Regions from separate parts of the Mus musculus genome. Here region 2 is linked to region 1. Evidence: chromatin contacts called from public Hi-C data. All regions are on one chromosome and are shown on one strand. The core of a region is the stretch at or near the end of the contact, and the rest is flanking DNA. Distances in the headings are between cores, read along the strand shown.

Region 1 (3,371 bases), core at 312-2,811:
CAGGAATAACCAAGACCCTATTTACGTTGAAAAGCAATGTTGGTTTGTTCTCCTATGCTAAACAAAACTTAAAAATAAAGGCTGACACCTATCCACCTCTAGAAAAGTTTCACAAACCACCTTTGTGATCTGGGCACTGGATTGAGAAACTGGCAGTCTGAAAAGCTGCATTTACAAAAATTCAGGACCTTGATATAAAAAGAAACATTCAAACTAGAGTAAGAAACAGTTTTAAGTTTCAAAGGAAGTACTTTCCAAATCAGACCTAGGAGAAAACAAAACAAGCCCTTGCCTTAGCTGGACAGGGTTGATCTGCAAAACCCACTGTTCCACAAGAAACAGAAATTTGACTGAATAAACCCTCTCTAAATTAAAAGGTGGCCCATGTCTTTAACTGCAGCACTCAGGAAGCAAAGGCAGGTGGATCTCTGAGTTTCAGGCCAGCCAGGGCCTGAAAACCTATCTCAAAATCCATACATAAAAACAAACAAAATGTGAGCTAGTGCATTTACACCATTATCAAACAAAACAAGAAATAAATTATCTGTGTGCTACCTAAATGCAATATTCAGCTAAAACCTTCAATAAGTAGTTTTACTGATTTTTTTTAAATAAGTAAGCAACAGACAAGCAGAGTTTACATTATAAGAAAGAACAGGTTTAGCTAACCCCAAAACAAGAGTCTACTGTGTGCAAACAAATGGTCTGACTTTCATCTGAGTCCTTGAAATATCTACATGAGTGGATGAGTATGTTGAGGCAGCCACCAACGTACACAGCTACACCAGGGAACAACTCTCAGGTGACCATTCTAGCCTCCACCTCCAAGGAACTTGGGAAAGAGTTATCCTTCTCCAAAATACTGGAACTACATTTCTGTTGGTGTTAGGGAGGGTGGGAGAGACTTTGTGTAGTGTCACCTCTCACGCAAATGTGGAGATGGTGATTAAAGGTCAGAAATGAGTGTGGACTAAAAGAAATCTCTAGGCTAGTTTACAGGCTCCCTGGGGGTAGATCTCTGGCTGGCTCCCACAGCCCTGGCACACAGTTGGTGTCAATAAATACTCACTAAGTGAACACTGCTTATTCAAAATACAATCCCAACAGTAGTCCACCACACAAGAGAGGTCTGAAGAATAACATGATCTGTCACCTCTACATCCACCCACTTTCAGCCTCAACCTCTGTGCAGGATCTGATACACTAGCAGGGCCCTGGATCTGCCACTTAAATCATTTATTCATGCTTCCTAAAGGAAACGTTCTACCAATCAAGGACTACATCACACTAACTATAAAAGCGCCAAAGCCCTGTAAGAAACACTGTGGCAACCTCTTTCACAAAAACACAAAACAGTGTTAAGAGAAGATACATGCAATTGTGTAACTAGCCAAATCAGTAACAAAGAATCTCTACTTCCCATAGGAATCAAGACTTTAGACATCCCAATTGAGATAAACCTATTAATCAAGTTTAGAATGATATAATTTAATACAGTTCAAATTATAATGAAAAGCCAAAATATCCCCCACCTAAGGCAGATGCTTACAGGCAGGAGACAAACCGCAGTGGAGTGCAGGTTTCAAGAAACATCCCCATACCACAGATCTCTCTCCAGAAAGCCATTCACAGTTGGGAGCATACGGCCAGTTTGGATAATTTCTTCATCTACAAAACATCCGATTCACAACAGAAGATTCCTTCTACCCACCCTCCAAGAAGAAAAGGCACTGAATAGCCTATAGGCAACAAAAAGATACATACATTGCTCAGCCTCACCTAACTTCAGCAGTTCCTCTGTCCCCCAAGAGTTACCATTAACTTTCCAGAGGATCCTCAGCCATCGGAGATAGGGCTAGAGAAAAGATAAGCTATAAGATTTAAGATCTCAGAACACTGAAATTTCACTGTGTTGTATAGTATTCATCCTAGTAACAGAACCGGAAGAATGGTGATAAGAAATTCGGTCAAAAGAGGAAGAAGAAAGGACAGGAAATAATCAACACAACACAGACAGCTGCGAAGACAAGGCAACTCCAACTGGCAAGCCTCCTCCACATTGCTAGGGTCCTTTTTTTTTTTCCTCTGCTTGATCAAGAAAGAGCCTATTTACAAAGGGAAAAAAAAAAAATCAGACAGTCATCATATCCTAGGCTGGCTAATCCATAGTTGTGTAGATGCTGGGAGTCAGCAACTAACAGCCAAATTAGAATTTCCCCTTTCCTTCTCCTTCCTAAGGTCTAATTTGTGGTATTTGTGCTCTCTCTTTGAAGAGGGTAAGGACCATAGAAAGCAGACATCAAACATTCAAACACTAACGCGCGTGCCCAGCTCAAAACAAACCAGGTTGAGCCCTCAAGCCCGTGAACTTTGGTAATAACAAAATACATCTCTCTGGATAATCATCCGTGTAAAGTTTCTAAGAAAACTGATGTCTTTTGATCAGCCATTGCTCACGCAACTGATAAAGGGTCCCCTATTACCCCACATCAGTGGGCTTTTCTGAGAGCAATGGACTTTATTCACAGCTCAGATAGGTGTCACAATGCAACAATGGGCTCTTCCTAGGTATGTGGTACAGGTATGATGACTGGACACGGATAAGCAGACTGACAAACTTTGGCATTATTTTACACACACACACAAAGAGTCAAGTACATAGAAGTGTCTCCTTTACATATTTAAGGACATAGATGTACAAGTGGTATTCAGGCGTTCTAAACACGTATAACTTTCACTATGTTAATGAAAATGGAGGAATGAAATTGGTCTCCTAAAAGCAACTTCACTAACACTTATGTGGAGAAAATTGCATTCACTCCGGCCAAGGCCGATTAACTCGGGGTATTCTGAGCTAGTTAACACTTGGCTGTGGGGATAGGCTTATGTATTACAGGATTGCAACAGCCAGCCTGTATCAACCATCCATTGCAGCACCTCTAAGCATGACAAGTGTCTCTAGATATTACCAAATGTCAGCACAGGAAAGTTGCTCAGCTGAAAAATCAATGAGTTTTATAGACATAGGTAAAGGATGTTCAAGCGTCCATCAAGTTTTTCAAAACACTAACCTTGAAAAAAAGCGATTTGAATTTGCAAAAATGAACTGTCTCTATTTCCCAATCCAAATCTGATAGCAAATCAGATCCCAAAATGAAGAGGAAGCCATGCATGCACTAATATGCGGGATGTTAAAACATATTTTCTCCCTCAGGCACGGACCCCTGACCCATTAGACACAGTCGTGAAGAGAGAATCCAGTTCCACTGTAGACAGAATTAGCTTTTCTTTGGATGACTGAGTGTATCAGGTACAAGGCACAATCAAGTCTGAAAAGAACACCAAGACTCTTGACCCACAGGCAGTTCATC
Region 2 (3,371 bases), core at 238-2,737, 460 kb before region 1:
TTTGGGTGGGGGGAGGCAGGTAATTACTATGATGATGACAACACCTGTATTATTTATGACAATGAGGGATTTGTTCATGGTATCATTCTTTCTGTCCCTGGGTTACTTGCAGAAAGTATTTCAGAGATTTGGACCTCTCTTTGGGTCAGGCCTGTGCCTGCATAAGTATAATTGTTGACTTTTGTGGTCCTGCACAGTTTTTTACATACCATGATCCACACCTTGGAGTAGCAGAGTAATATGTTTGACTTATGACTCCACTTAAGAATCATCTCAGTAATGATCCAAGCAGAGGCAGGTTGACCCAGAGAGGCAGGAAGTAGGTTGCAAGGCATTTAGGCAAAAGTTGAAAGACCTTGCCTTTGAGCCTAGTTCTGTCACTTATTGGTTACTGACCTATAACAAGGTCTCTGTTTACTCAACTACAAGTTGGGGGTTTATAACAATGACATGCAAAACTTTTCACAATGGCATTGCATAGCTGTTATTATCATGTAGTGCCTGGTGTATGGTTTAGACAATAAATAAATGAGTCAGTTAGCATTATGTTACTCCAAGGTGAGATTTTGCTAATAGGCAGTAAGATTTTTAAAGGACTATTACATTTGATAGAAGTTATTTTAAAAGTAAGTTTAAGCATATGGTAAAGGCATTTTTACATTCCTCTGTGAGTTAAATCAGTTTATAATTTGTAAAATATTATTGACAAATGTTCAGTTCCTATAATTTAATTTGCTGTGGTAAAATAATCCTCAAATTTCACAGCACCATTTTAATATCTAGGGCTGGAGGGATGGTTCAGTGGTTCATAACACTGCCAAGTCTTCTAGAGGGCCCATATTCAGTTCCCAGAAACTACATGTAAACTCATAACTGTCTCTTGACTCTAGTTCCAGGGGTCTAATGCCTGTAAGCACAATATACACATTTGAACATACACAAGATACCCAAACACATAAAATAAAAAATAAAATATGAAAGAATGTCTAATGGAGAACTGGTTATAGAAATGACTCACTCTCTCTCTCTCTCTCTCTCTCTCTGTGTGTGTGTGTGTGTGTGTGTGTGTGTGTGTGTGTGTGTGTGTGTGTGTGTGTGTGAAATATAGTGGCAGAGCATTGAGGAGGCTGAGAATTCTCTCATCTTCTGAAATTATTTGTATTTGTTTAGGTCAATCCAATTCCAATCAATTCATAAAGCCTTTTGGGGTGTTTGAAGATGAAGAATCAGTGAAAGGTAAAAAAATGAAACAAGACATTTTAAGATAAATGAATTTTCATTTCCTAATTAGTGGGGTTTCTCACGAATTTTAATGCATACTTATCAATTTCAAACAAAAAGGATAAATAACATTTAGACATATGTATACACATAAATATCACACATATCATATGTATATTAAAATGAAGTACATTTGAATACTGAGAGAACTAGTTCCTCAAATAATGTTTCCAAACTTGCCCAAAGATCTAAATGATGCAATACTCTTATTAACAGTACAGAGAAGGGACTTAAGAGATGACTCAGCATAGTAATTGTCCTGCAAACATGAAGAACTTGAGTTTGTATTCCAACACCCAGATAAAAGCACGGCATGTACCCCTATAATCCCACTACTGGGGTGAGCAGACAAAAGTGTATTCCAGGGGCTTTCTGATGAGGTATTCTAGTTGATCTAGCCAATTTGGTTTCTGTAAGAGAACCTGACTCTTGTGTGTGAGAGTGATTACACACAAAAATACTAATACTTACATGAATACATATACATGTATATAATACAATACACAGAGAGAGATTAAAAGAAAGCGTGAAAGCATTGCTAAGACATCCCAAATCAATGTCTCTTAGGAAGGTCCACAATAATCTGTATTTTAAACAAAGATAACAAAGATTCCAGGTAATTTTTATCATTAGGAGAAGTTGAGGGCCATTGAGTTCAATTTTACTTAGCCATTAAATGTATATCTAAGAGAGCTCTGTTGTGTATAGAGAAAAATAAATGGAAACTTTTTCTGTGTATTTGTTTGAGTTCATAGGTGTGCAGGTGTGTGTGTGTGTGAGTGTATGTGTGTGTGTATGTGTGTGTATGTATGTGTGTGTATGTGTGTGTGTATGTGTGTGTTTATGTGTGTTTGTGTGTGTGTGTGTGTGTGTGTGTGTGTGTTGGTGCATGGTGTATGTTTATGTACATATGAACGTCAGGGAACAACATCAGGTGTCCTTCCTCATGTGCTGATCACCATTTTTTTTTTCTTTGAGACAAGTTTCTCATTGGCTTGAGACTCACCAAGACTCACCAAATGCTGGCCATGGCATTTTAGGGATCTCCCTGCTTTCCAGAGCTGGGGTTACAAGCATACAGCATGATGCTTAGCTTTTGTTTATATATATTCTAAAGAGTGAACACAGTTCCTCATGTTTTCAAGAAGAGTATTTTACTGACTGAGCTATCTCCCCATCTCTTTTTAAAATGTAAAGGAATCCCATTGGGTAGTGTGCCAGTTATCTGTTTATTACTTCTCAGTTGCAAATCTACCCTTCTCTTTTGTTCTTCTTTGCCTCACTTTTAAACTTTGACAAATTTACATGCTTTTCTACAATTAGTCTTTACTGTTTTCTTAAGAACACTGGGATTAATTTTGTTTTTGTTGTTTTTGTCTTTTTCTTCTAAAAGCAGAAACAAAGTTTGCTTTGAAACTGTGTTTTCTTGGAAACCCTGGAGGATGAAACTTTTTCTTTGAAACTGTTCATTCAAAGATAACCATCCTGTGAGGCCTTAATGTTGTTTCTCATCTTTTTTTATTTTAACTTGGCTGTTATTGGGAAGATTTGATAGTCAAGTATAGGAGACACCCCACATTAAGCTTGAGATGCCTGGGACCCCTGGTGACAAGGAAGAAAAACCTCCTGGGGCTACTGTGTTTCAGAGCATGAAGCTATGGCCTCTTGTGGGCCCAATATGAGTAACGAGAGGCCCCAAGGCCTGCTTCTTTGGCGAAAGCACCTCATGATGTCATTTCTACAACAATTCTGTGTACTTATCATCCTCCTTACCTATTTACTGTTCCTTCTCTTTTCTCCTCCCTTGATTAAACTAGCATTTGGTGACCTGTAGAAACCCTCTTGATATCCAGGAACTAGATGTTTAACTGTAGAGGAAGCTCTACAAATTTGGGGAAATTGCACCCAATGTAAAGTTGGATATGATGATAGTTAAAACATCTTGGGAAAGTTTGATATGTTACAGTCACTCGCTTGAGGTGAAAATGAAAGTAGCCGAGAGCCATTGGCAGAGATGAATAAATCTGCAGCTGTTCCTCCAGTCTTATTCTTAATTCTCTCTAATAGAAGCAGGACATTTTTATTACAAA

Evidence for each region. A called contact is a pair of places that touch in the nucleus more often than the background predicts.
Region 2: a contact with region 1 is called in a Hi-C map of bone marrow-derived macrophages, with 2.6 times the contacts expected there. The contact joins two enhancer-like sites. A contact is called at or near these places in 1 of 39 promoter capture datasets (the C10 cell line), 1 of 484 Hi-C or Micro-C datasets (bone marrow-derived macrophages) and 1 of 115 datasets of contacts at active chromatin or transcription factors (pancreatic cancer cells).

What each region holds. Positions count from the first base shown.
Region 1 is chr1:43,455,836-43,459,206 of GRCm38.p6, reverse strand. The region is part of intron 1 of Nck2 (non-catalytic region of tyrosine kinase adaptor protein 2); the gene reads right to left. Among named protein-coding and RNA genes, the nearest start is that of Nck2, 12 kb to the right of the region's middle. Within about 2 kb of position 1,561, at least 56 of the 459 cell types and tissues checked have an H3K27ac peak or open chromatin away from gene starts, as enhancers often do. A contact at or near this core is called in bone marrow-derived macrophages, where this site is marked.
Region 2 is chr1:43,915,172-43,918,542 of GRCm38.p6, reverse strand. No RefSeq gene overlaps it. Among named protein-coding and RNA genes, the nearest start is that of Tpp2, 17 kb to the left of the region's middle. Within about 2 kb of position 1,487, at least 18 of the 459 cell types and tissues checked have an H3K27ac peak or open chromatin away from gene starts, as enhancers often do. A contact at or near this core is called in bone marrow-derived macrophages, where this site is marked.